Linked DNA regions of Sus scrofa: regions 2, 3 and 4 are each linked to region 1. The links are chromatin contacts, called in public HiChIP or PLAC-seq and promoter capture Hi-C maps. All regions are on one chromosome and are shown on one strand. Each heading gives the region's core, a stretch centred on a gene start, on an enhancer-like site or on the middle of the called end of the contact. The rest is flanking DNA. Distances are from core to core; before and after follow the strand shown.

The links. Promoter capture Hi-C pulls out the DNA fragments that hold promoters and counts their contacts. HiChIP or PLAC-seq counts read pairs in DNA pulled down with a chosen protein or histone mark.
Region 2: a promoter capture Hi-C map of fetal liver shows a contact between it and region 1, with 2.5 times the contacts expected there. The contact joins the promoter of DDX46 here to the promoter of SKP1 in region 1. A contact is called at or near these places in 2 of 5 promoter capture datasets (fetal liver and liver) and 1 of 2 datasets of contacts at active chromatin or transcription factors (alveolar macrophages).
Region 3: a contact with region 1 is called in an H3K27ac HiChIP or PLAC-seq map of alveolar macrophages. The contact joins the promoter of SEC24A here to the promoter of SKP1 in region 1. A contact is called at or near these places in 1 of 5 promoter capture datasets (liver), 2 of 47 Hi-C or Micro-C datasets (epiblast stem cells and skeletal muscle) and 1 of 2 datasets of contacts at active chromatin or transcription factors (alveolar macrophages).
Region 4: an H3K27ac HiChIP or PLAC-seq map of alveolar macrophages shows a contact between it and region 1. The contact joins the enhancer-like site here to the promoter of SKP1 in region 1. A contact is called at or near these places in 1 of 5 promoter capture datasets (fetal liver), 3 of 47 Hi-C or Micro-C datasets (alveolar macrophages, embryonic fibroblasts and skeletal muscle) and 2 of 2 datasets of contacts at active chromatin or transcription factors (alveolar macrophages and skeletal muscle).

What each region holds. Positions count from the first base shown.
Region 1 is chr2:136,475,048-136,477,791 of Sscrofa11.1, reverse strand. SKP1 (S-phase kinase-associated protein 1) reads left to right here and starts at 1,428. Exons shown (of 6, transcript XM_021084761.1): 1 at 1,428-1,883.
Region 2 is chr2:136,971,216-136,973,959 of Sscrofa11.1, reverse strand. It overlaps DDX46 (DEAD-box helicase 46), which reads right to left and starts at 1,430. Exons shown (of 23, transcript NM_001246268.1): 1 at 1,268-1,430. The coding sequence starts at 1,284.
Region 3 is chr2:136,882,618-136,885,361 of Sscrofa11.1, reverse strand. SEC24A (SEC24 homolog A, COPII coat complex component) reads right to left here and starts at 1,312. Exons shown (of 23, transcript NM_001243924.1): 1 at 895-1,312. The coding sequence starts at 1,132.
Region 4 is chr2:136,844,476-136,847,219 of Sscrofa11.1, reverse strand. It overlaps a transcript of SEC24A not described here. Among named protein-coding and RNA genes, the nearest start is that of SAR1B, 28 kb to the left of the region's middle. Within about 2 kb of position 1,374, at least 10 of the 83 cell types and tissues checked have an H3K27ac peak or open chromatin away from gene starts, as enhancers often do. A contact at or near this core is called in alveolar macrophages, where this site is marked.

The DNA of each region.
Region 1 (2,744 bases), core at 179-2,678:
TTAAAAGAAAAAGCAGCCAAAAAAAGCCACCCAAGAATATCTCGGTGATTCTAATATTAGGGGCCCCCAGACATTTTGGAAAAAACATACACCTTCCTAATGCCAGGCCCTGTGCCAGATCCTCCAGCTAGACGTGTAATCTGGCACTGCCCAGTCCTGCTTAGGATGCTCAACTAGGCTACAAGGTGGCCCTTATATGCCACAGGCAGGGGAGCAAAGGGGATCTAGTGGGCCTTAACTAAGAGACCAGAAGCTGGAGCTGCTTAGGGCAGGGCAGGCTTGTGGAGAAAAAGTCTGAGAGCTGTAGGTCCTTTCATCTTCCCGACATCAGCTGTGGCACCTGGCAGACACTGGATACCACAGCTTGGAGACAAAGACCTGGTAACCCAAGGAGCTGCTTGGTCTCCCTGCCCAGTCCCATCTCAGAAGAGCTGCAGGCTTCTGATTTCTTTAGGGGGCCCTGTGTGGAAGTGTCCTTTGTCTCCTTGGCGTCAGGAATACCATCACGTGCCTGCTGGTTAGGTGAGCCTGGCGCCTTAGTCTCCTCCAGAGGGGTGGCATTGTTCTCTAAACAGAGCAGGGTAGAGCAGGTCAAAGTCCCTGACTGGAGAGGGTGGGAGTGGGAATTTGCAGACTAACCCCTTTCCCTTGAGGGTTGGTTTCATCTTAGGGACCCTAACACAGCCTTTAGGGAGCATCCCACACAAGGGCTCTCTGCAGGCTGGACTCTGGCTGCCTCGTTCGCTGCCGAATTCCTAGCACCCATCACCTCGCCCTCCCCCCACCCAATACACTTTTGCTAACTTGGGGTTTCCCTGAAACAGTGGTTACTTTGGATTGGAGGCCTCTTCAGAAGTCGATAGGAAATCAGAGTTGAGAGTATCAAACAATCCTTGCTCTGCCACTGAACCGTTTTGAACCTGTTCCCTCACAAGTCAAAGAGAAAAGGGTAATGGTATTTCTTCTTCTTTTTTTTTTTTTGTCTTTTTGTCTTTCTAGGGCCGCACCCAAGGCATACGGAGGTTCCCTGGCTAGGGGTCGAATCGGAGCTGTAGCCACCGGCCTACACCAGAGCCACAACGTGGGATCCGAGTCGCGACTGTGACCTACACCACAGCTCATGGCCACTCCAAATCCTTAACCCACTGAGCGAGGCCAGGGATCGAACCCGAAACCTCATGGTTTCTAGTCGGATTCGTTAACCACTGAGCCACGAGGGGAACTCCTGATATTTCTTCTTATGCATTATTGTGGAGAGTGAGCTAACTCATGTAGGGTTCAGGGGAGGACACTGAGGCCCTGAGCAAAATCTCACAGCGCTGGCTGCAAAGATCAGCGCCCTTTCTTTCTCAGAGTCCCAGTTTCCCCATCATGAAAAGGAGCTGCAGCCCCTCCCAAACACCACCCCTAACACAGACGCCTCTCCCTCCCCACTCCGCCCCTCTCTCCCCGCTACTCCCCGCGCTCTCCCTCCCGGCCCCTCGCTCCAGGTTTCTAGGCTTTTCGGGACTGGGGTCTTTAATTCGACTTAGGCCAGCTCCCGCCTGAAAGACCCTTGCAGGCCGTGGAGTATCTGAGCCAGTCCCCCGTTTCCGCTTTGAGGGGAGTGAGCGCCGCTTTCGAGGGAAGGGGTGAGACTCAAGGCCCGCCGCGCCTCGCCCCGCCGGTCTGCGCCTGCCGTCAGGCGATCTCGGCGGCCAGCCCTGCCGTCTCTGTGACGTCACGGGCCCCGGGGTCCTCGGCGCCTGCGCCCGCTGCTATAAAGGCGACGCCGCGCCACTCGGTTGAAGTCGCCTTGTGCGTCGCTTTTCTGTCTCTCCGGTTGCGGACACCGCCCTTCTCTCGTCAGCCTCCGGCCCGCCATCTCCTTGAGCCCAAACACCGTGAGTACCCGCCGCCTGAGCTGAAAGGGGGCGGTGGCGCCGCAGATTGCGAGCCGCGGGCCGCCCCGCTGCGGCTTTGGCCTTGCTCGAAACGGCAGGCACCTGGGCCTGGCCTTCCCTCAGGCCCGGTGAAAGCCGTCGTCGACCCCATTCTCCCGGAGGTGCCATTCACCTCCCACACCGCCCCTCGACTTGCCGAGGCCTCTTTTAGCCGCTAGTCTTCACCGCGCCCAGGCGGGCGGGAGGGAGAAGGTGTGAGCGGAACCGGGATTGGGCCTTCTCTGCGCGGGGCGACCCTCAGCCGTCGCGGAGCAAGGCTGCAGGCCCAGGCTGCGGCCGGGGCCTCCCTCGGCGGTTGAGCCCATCGGCCCCGGGAAGCCAGGGCGAGGGTGGTGGCGGGGCTTTTAATGGACTTCTCTGGGTCGTCGTGAGCATGGGCGTTTGTCCGTTTGTTGTTCGGGTGTCCCAGAGGAAGCGTGGTAGGGTCGTCCCGCAGCTGGATTCTTGGCTCTCAGTCTTTCTCGCCCCTGTGTCTGGCGTCACTCGTCCTGGTTAACTGCGCCGGAGCCGAATTTCGGCAGAGAGCTGCCTGCTCCTTCGGAATATTTGTCGCCCATTATTTTGCCACAGCCCGCGGTTGTTGAAGCAATTGTTGGAGTAGCAGGTGCCATCGCCACAGTGGTTTGGCTTTTAGGTGCACCAACTCCGTAAACTTACTAAGAGGTTTTCGAAGGGATAGGATGTTCACCTGCTTTGGTTTGCTTTTTAATGGAGACTAAAGGTTGGAGTTTGGGCTCATGAATGTTTTCATGAGAGCGTCACAGCAGAATGTTTGTGTGTCATAGAGCAACGCAGATTTCA
Region 2 (2,744 bases), core at 181-2,680, 500 kb before region 1:
GAGGTGGGGAAGGTGGAAGAGACGGAAGAACATTCTTGCAAAGGTCCTTGAAGGCTGTACTGAAGTCTCACATTATTTCTGAAGCAGTAAGCGCCAAAGGACAGGAAAAGCGTGCGAATGACATCATCTTTTTTATCTGAGAGGCCGCTGCTCTGGCCACAGTGTGGAATCAACTAGGAGAGCAAGATCAGAGGAAGAGAATCAATTTGAGACATGTGTAGCAGTCTGAGCAAGAAATATTTAGGGCGTGAATTAAGTCAAAGAGAGCAGAAATGTCCACAGGTTCTATCATCTAAATGGATGCAGGCAGAAAGAGAGAAAAAAGGGAGTCGAATAAATATCACTTCCAGGTTTCTGGTCTAGATGGCCAGAGGAACACCAATGATTCCACGGAGATTTAAAAGACCTTCAAAAGAATTTTCTGTAGTTAAGGAAACACTTTATGCAGGTGACAGTTACACAGTGTATATATTTGCTCAATTTCATCAGCTCCACCGTTAAAGCTTTGTCCATTTCCCTGAATGTTAATCACACCTCACTCAGTGAACTACTATTACCTTACTCACCTATTATTTTTATCCTAGATATAAATGATCTTTCAACCACCTCTAGGTATCAAGCAAATATGCACTTTCAAGATTAAAAACCTGAAGATCCCAAATCAGGTAACAAGCTAAAGAGATGCGTTCTAGTAAGAGCTCCTAGTTTCGAGTTTAAAAAGGATTAAAAAAAAAAAAAAGTACTTAAATTGAAACCTATCTGCGAAATATATGTCCAGGCAACAAGCATTTATTGCAGCCCAGTAAAAGCCCAGTCATGAAGTGCTGTAGGTATGTTAAGTGTTTGACCACATTGTGCTTTCGACGTGAAAAAATGCCACAAGCGCACAAAGAACTGACGTAGAGAGCGATAGAGGCTAAAGAAACATGGCAAACGCGAGGCGGTTAGGAATCCAACTGGGATCGCTTCTGACTGAGGCAAGCAGGGTAAGCGCGGAAACGGCGGGATGCGGTTGACGTCCCGGAGGGGTGTTCCCGCTCCAGCGACTCGAACCGGTCGAAAGCACTGCAAGGGAACCTCGGGCCCGCTGGCGGCCCAATTACAGAGACAACGTCGGCAGAGGTCCCCCAGCTCCTCCGGTGGCACCGGCCAGCCGCTGGCCACACGTGGGGCCGCACCGGGATAGGCCGGGCCCCGAGGCCACCGCAACTCCCGCCTCTTCCCCCACGCCAAGGAAGCCGCTCGCCCGCCCGCCGCGCCGCCTCACCGAGACTCCCGGCCCATGCCGCCGGCCGCGGGAAAGCGGCGCCCTTCGGGACCACGCGCACAAGTACCGCACAACGTAGGAGGCCGCGCTGCCCTCGACTCGCCGGGCGAGGAGCAGCACTAACAAGCGGCAGCAGCCACAGTGGCAGCGGCCCCCGGAGCGCGGCCAACGAAAACAGGATGTGTTGGCGCCAGCGGCAAGAGGAAGGAAACGGGAGCCCGGAAGCCGCTCTGGCTCCACAGCGCCCCCGCTGGGCTGGAGGCCGCACAGCGCTGGCCGCGCCGAAAAAGGTTGGCTCGTCTGCGTTTTCCCTGCACAGCCGCGAAAGACCTGGCGTGTGGGTGCGGTGGGGGGCGGTGCCTCAGCCTTGCAAGCCCTCGACAAGGTCTTTTAAGCAAGGGCCACCGAAGCGCCATAAGCACTGCGAGCTGTCCCAGGCCCTGTAGGGACATCGCCCTTCACATGAGCTAAGTGATGCTACAAACATCTCCATCTTCATTCACTGTTACTTATTTATACATTCATTCATTTATATATATTGTTACCTGTCGAGCATGTTCTAGATCCTGGTGAGCTTTCAATCTAGTGGCAGATACGGGCATTAAGGAAAACACAAGCAGGTATAATACAACAGGAAAAAGATTCTGCGATAGGAACGGAGTTCGCAAAAAGAGTTCCCTGAAGAAGTGACCGTTTAGAGGTGAGATTTGAAGACTAGAGTTAACCTGGAGTTAACTTGGTGAAGGGGATGAAAAGCAGAAAACAGGTACATTAGATTATAATGGTTCTCAACATTGCCTTCACTTGGGAACTTAAAAAAAAAAAATATATATATATATATATATACATATATATATATATATATAAAATGTATGTATGTATATATGGATTCGTGTGTTCCACTCTAATATTCTGATTTGATTGGTCTGGAGTGCTTCCTGCATATTGGGACTTTTCCATCTTTCCAGGTGATTCTGAAGTACAGTCCCAAGGGAGAGACCGACTCACCTTGTGGAAGGCGCAGTAAAATGTTGTTGTTTTAGCAAAAGGCTGTAGAAGTGTTGGAGAGAGGTTCTCATTTACTTTACATGCTTCTGGGGTAGTTCATGTTCTTATATCTAAGGGTGATAAGAAAATCTCCATATTTTTCCTGTGGCAGTCATTGCATGGATGCATGCCAAAATTTATTAAACTGCACACTTCAAATTGGTGTTTTACTGTATATAAATTTTACCTCAGTAAATTTGATTTTTGAAAGAATGAAACCAGGAGTTCCCTTCGTGGTGCAGCAGGAACGAATCTGACTAGGAACCATGAGGTTGCGGGTTTGATCCCTGGCCTCACTCAGTGGGTTGAGGATCCGGCGTGGCCGGGAGCTGTGGTGTAGGTTGCAGATTTGGCTCAGATGCTGTGTTGCTTTGGCTGTAGTGTAGGCTGGCAGCTACAGGTCCAATTAGACCCCTAGCCTGGGAACCTC
Region 3 (2,744 bases), core at 63-2,562, 410 kb before region 1:
GCAATCTTAGATTCCAACGGGCAATTAAGCATTTTAGAATTATTCTACTACTTGTTTCCAAGAACCAAAGTTTTACAAGTAAACTAGTGACTTGGCAAACTGTTGGCAGAAAACGTCTTATATAATAATAGCAATTATAGCAAACTTAGTAAATCACAATATAGGACAATTCAAAGAATCCTAGAAGGGGTACACAATTAGAAGACAGCCTCATACCCAATGAAAAATTATAGTGCCACATGCACACTCTGGTCAGAGGTTCAGAGACGTGTACAACCGCTTCCCCAGTGATCTAAAGACCTCTGGAAATTGAACAGATCCTCCCCTTAACTTAGTTGTTTCGAAGCTGAAAACCACAACAGGTGGCCTAACTACAATTCGGGGAAGGTTCAGGGAGAGATGAGCGGGCCCTAAAGAGGTCTCCCCAAAACATGCACTCACTCGTTCATCTCCGCCAATTCACACTGAGTATGACGCCCACCCCACTGCGGAACTGGAATGAATCAAACCCCAAATCCTGCTCTCTACGAGACGTGAGTGAGGCGGCGCGGAGGGGAAAGGCACATAAACAGACACTATGAGCCTTGGATGCGAATTGTGAGGTACGGCCCGCCTCCGTATTCCTCACTCACGTAAACCCTGGACGTTACATACAGCAAGGGCTCAACAACTGTCTGCTGAACGAATGAATAAATAATGAAAAACGAAACACTAAGACGAGCCGCGGTCTCCGTGGCGGGGCCTCGCACCCTGAGCCGCTCCCGACCCCGGCAGAGAGGTCACCCTCCCCTCCTCGGTCGCCTCAGGCGGCGGCAGCAACCAAAGGTCAACTCGAGCCGGGGGCCCGAACTTGGTCGTCCTCCCGCCCCCACGCCCCCTCTGAGCGGCACTTACCGTTGCTGTAATGAGACCCCGAGGCTGGGGCGGCCCCGTTCTGGGCCTGGAGGCCCGTGGGGGCGGCGCCGGAGGCCGGTATCCCGGGCTGGGACATGACGACGGTGTTCGTCGGGACTGGAAGGGGCTGGTCGGGGTCTGCGACAGCGCCAAGCCGACCCGAAAGACCACTGCTGGAAGCGGAGGGAGGGGGCCAACGACTTAGGGCTGGTGCAGGGAGAGAGAGCCGGAGGCGCATAAAGCCCTAGGCATGGCGCCACAGTCTCCCCAGCCCGCCGGCGGCCATGGCCTGGCCTGGGTGCTGAGGCTCGAGAGTCGTGCCGGCCGGGCCGGGAACGCCGGGCTGGGAGGAAGCAGCCGAGCGGAGAGAGACCGAGGGAGGCCCCAGCCGGAACTGCCTGTCAGCCGCCGGCCGCGCAGGCGCAATCGGGACACGTGGCACTTCCGGCTCCGGCCTCTCCCCCCTCCGCCGCCGCTGTCGCCGCCGGTGAGCTCTTCTCTCCCTGTGGGGCTGCCCAGAAGCCACCTGACTGCTCCGGGTGTCCCGGCCCGAAGGACCGTGCTTGGCCGCGCCTGCCACGTCACTGATTCTCACCAGCGACCGGAAGTGGCGTGTCACCGATACGGAAATCCCCACCGCGTGAACGTCATCTCGCCGGCACTGCCGGGATCCAAGCGCAATCCCGGCTTCAGTGGCAGCTTTCAAGGGGTGGGATGGACAGTTCCTCTTCTCTAGTTTTTGTGAAGATGAGCTGAGACGACAGACATCATCATCCCCTGCTGAGACTATACCTCGGATAGCTGGACCGATTAATGTTCGTCGCAGTATTTCATATTTCGTCATATTACAGGTGTAAATTGTAAGGAAATTTTTTAAAGGGGTGGTTAATTATGCACATATGGTAAAAGTAATCAAATCCAAGAGGAGGCCTTTGCTTTTTGACCGGAGGATTCAGAAGTAATTTTAGTTTTCAAATTCGCTGATTCATAGCATAGTCACCCCAAATCTCATTAACATCTTATTTAAATGGCAGTTTTAGTTCCTCTTCTAAGAGTTTACAGTAAGGTGCAACAAACTGCCTTTTCAGGCAACGAGGGTTTTTTTTTTTTTTTTTTGGCAAGTTGACTTTTTACTTCTGAGGCCAAAGGGAGGTAGAAACTGGAGTAATTAGACAACATAGTTAACTAATGATCTCAATCCTCATCTTAGCCACCTTCATTATACTTAGGTTTTCCTGTTCTGAGCTGATTGATAAAGCGCTTCTTGAAACAACAGATTTGTACTGTTGATTAAAATGTCATGCCTAGGGTGCCAAAACCTGAGAAAGGTGAAATACATCTTATTTAATTCATTTGCAATCAAATGCCTGCTATGAAATGTTATATTACATACAAAAAAGAGTAAGAACTAAACTGCTAAGGCCTGAAAAAGGAACAGTAATAATTCAAATAACTATTACCCTTTATCCTTTTTCTGTCACCTGTCTCAGATGTGTAAAAATGTGTTTGCTGTGTGTGAAACTGAAAAATCAAACTCCTTGTACAAGATACAAGTACGAAGTCTTCTTTGGGATGAAGATGATAATTTTCATCCAACTGTTTTCAGCTGAGAGCCCCTATAACAAAATCCCAAATCATATATCCCAAGAACACCTGAAAACAGACAAAAACACAAGCCTCTCAGTGGCTTAAACAGAAAATCCTCAGAACTGAACCTCCCTGAGGTCAGACTGAAAAATCAGTATTGCTCTTCAAAAGAGCAGATCCTTATACCTGGTCTCAAACTTGCATTGGTTTAATTCTCTTTATTTTCTTTTTTCTTTTTTTTCTGCTTTTTAGGGCTGCACTCG
Region 4 (2,744 bases), core at 125-2,624, 370 kb before region 1:
TCATTTCCGCTTCCTTCTAAGTGATAATACAAATCTCCCACCCCACCTAGAAACATCAGCAGCACCGTGGGAAAAGGAGGAAGTGACAGCTCAGCCTCTTGTTCTCTTCTGCCACATCAACTCCAAGTACTCATATCTAGTGTCCCGACTAAACAGAATTTAGCCTTATGAAAAGTAACTGCCTCTTGTTGAGGGGATCTTTTTTCAGTGTTTATAAGGACATGCCTTTCTTCAAGTAGTCCCCTATCTATGATGATACTTGGGAAGTTAATTATGTGTTTCATAAACTGGTGTAAAGGGAAAAGCTTACTGGTTTCGCTAGAGGGGCTCTGCTTTCTGGTACAAACTAGCCTGCTCCAGAGCACTCGAGCCGGGTCTGTCACTGGGATCAAAGGAACAAAGTCCCTTTGTGGACCACGGCTGAGCTGTGGAGATTTCCCGCAAGATGGAAGAGTCTTAGGGCTTGAACTTCTGGAAACGAAGCTGCACTTTCCTGCCAGTTTGGGGAGCTGGGCCTGAGAGGAACGGCGCCATGGGGCTCACCCTCCAGCTCTGAGAGCTGCTCAGGGCACCTCCGCGGAGCCACTGCTTCCTGCGGGAGGAGCGAGTGACGAGAACACTAAGAAGCAGTAAAAGCACACCGGGAAAACAGATCCTTCCTCGGGTGCCTGTGCAAGGGGGTGCATTTGTGGAGTATTTGGGGGACAAGGGGAAGTGTTGGGGACAGAGGTTAGTTTTGTGCCTCCCACAGTCAGGTGTGAAAATGTAATTCACACGGTTGTGTACAAGACCGGATTCCATGCTGGAGTTCCCGCTGTGGTGCAGTGGGTTCAGGGTCCGGTGTTGACGCAGTTGTGTTGTAGGTCACAGCTGTGGCTCAGGTTGGCTCCCTGGCCTGGGAACTTCCATATGCCACAGGTGCAGACCAAAAAGGAGAGAGAGGAAGAAAAAAGACTGAATTCCATGTAAATCAGGAAATGTTCGAGATACATTTGAAACTCTTAAATCCAACACTCTAAAAACAGAAGGCCTCAGCTGGCTTTTCTAGTATTAAAGTGATTCTTAACCCCACACCTGTTTCAAGGACTGCTGCTGAGGATATACTTTTGAGTAACTGGTTAAACGGATGGATGCCAGTTTATCGTGGTGAGTTTTTAGAATGTTTAAAAATTGGGGCACAGATATTTCCCAAAACATGAAAAAAATAGTTTTCACCACTGGCTTACTTGACCCAGGATCTCTGAGTGCCAAAGCAGGATGGATTCAGCTACTGCCACAGAGACCTAAACGTCCGTCTCACGGGCCTTTGTACATCCACAGCTTACAGGGGTTTCCAGCCTATCTGCAGCTCGCTGTTCTTCCCCTTTTTCCAGCCTATCTGCAGCTCGCTGTTCTTCCCCTTTGTTTTCAACTGGCTCATACCGTGCTTTTCGGCACAGACACTACTTGTAAATCCTTAAAATAAGGTAACAGCTGTAATAATAGTGCTTCTTGCCTTCCGCGCAATGACTTGATTAACCACATTCAAAACCCAGAGTTTTCGCAAGTTCTGTCGTTAGGACCAGCACACGTCTAGCTGACACGATGTAAGGGTTTCAGGAGACAGGTTGTACATTTCTTGAAACTGTATTTGGCCTGCGACTCAATGTGGCATTTCAGTCTTAGTCACTCACATGACTGAAGTCTGTAAGGCCTCTAGTGCCAAGTAAATTTTGACCAGAGTACATGGAAGTCTCTCAAAACATCTTAGGTTGCTGATTTTATTTAGAGTATATTGTTTGGATCATTTTCAACATATATAAAAGTTGGTGACACTTCAAAAAAATCTCCAAGAAAGCATGAAAAACTAGAAATTAGCAAATATAAATTTCTTTTTTTTTTTTTTTTGAGAAGAAAAACATAAGGAAAATCCAAATGGGTATAAAGGTTTCAAACAAAATAGAATTGGATATTTTTTAAAATATAGAATTAACTCTACCTTTTTGGCAAATATAAATTTCTTGATGCAAAATTAGTAGGGAATTAAAGGTTTTCTGTAAACCATTATTTTATTTATTTATGTATGTTTTGGCTCTAACTATCTAAGAGTTGGGAAAACAGCACACCTTCAATTAAGGACTAAATGCTCCAAGCTACATATTGATGTTTCCGGTCATTTCCATCTCTGTCCTTTTGAAATGTTAATTAGTGCTTTTTAACCAAAAGAACCAAGAGGGAAAGAAAGGACGGAGCTCTGGGACCTTAGTGAGTGGGATTTTGCTAAAACCCTGTTTCTAACTCCTGACCCTCCCACCATCCCCCCCACTCACCCTGGGCCACACCGGGATAAAAAGAGCCCTGAGTATAAAGGGAATCCACAGTCTACTGAGGATGCAGTTCTGCATCAACTAATTTCTGCCCTCATCATTTAGACTATTAAGTAACTAATATATTTAATACCACTGATGGCTTGTTCTGGGCTTGGACCACACTTTGAAAGAGAAGCCAAAGTAATCACAGTAAAACAAGTGAGTTCATCCAAAGCCACCTTTGTTTCAGGAGTGTCACCACCCCAAAGAGTTTTTAGGGCAGAAATGAGGAAGGCATCTGAGTGATTTCACCGCAGGCTTACTGTCCTTGGAAGGGCTGCACTGCCCTGGACGACTTCTTCTTTGAAGGAAGGGGGGGATTAGGTTTCATTTCAATTTTAAGTAGTCGGGGGTAAAGGGATGCGGCAGGTCTACACCTTCTGACGTACAGGTTGT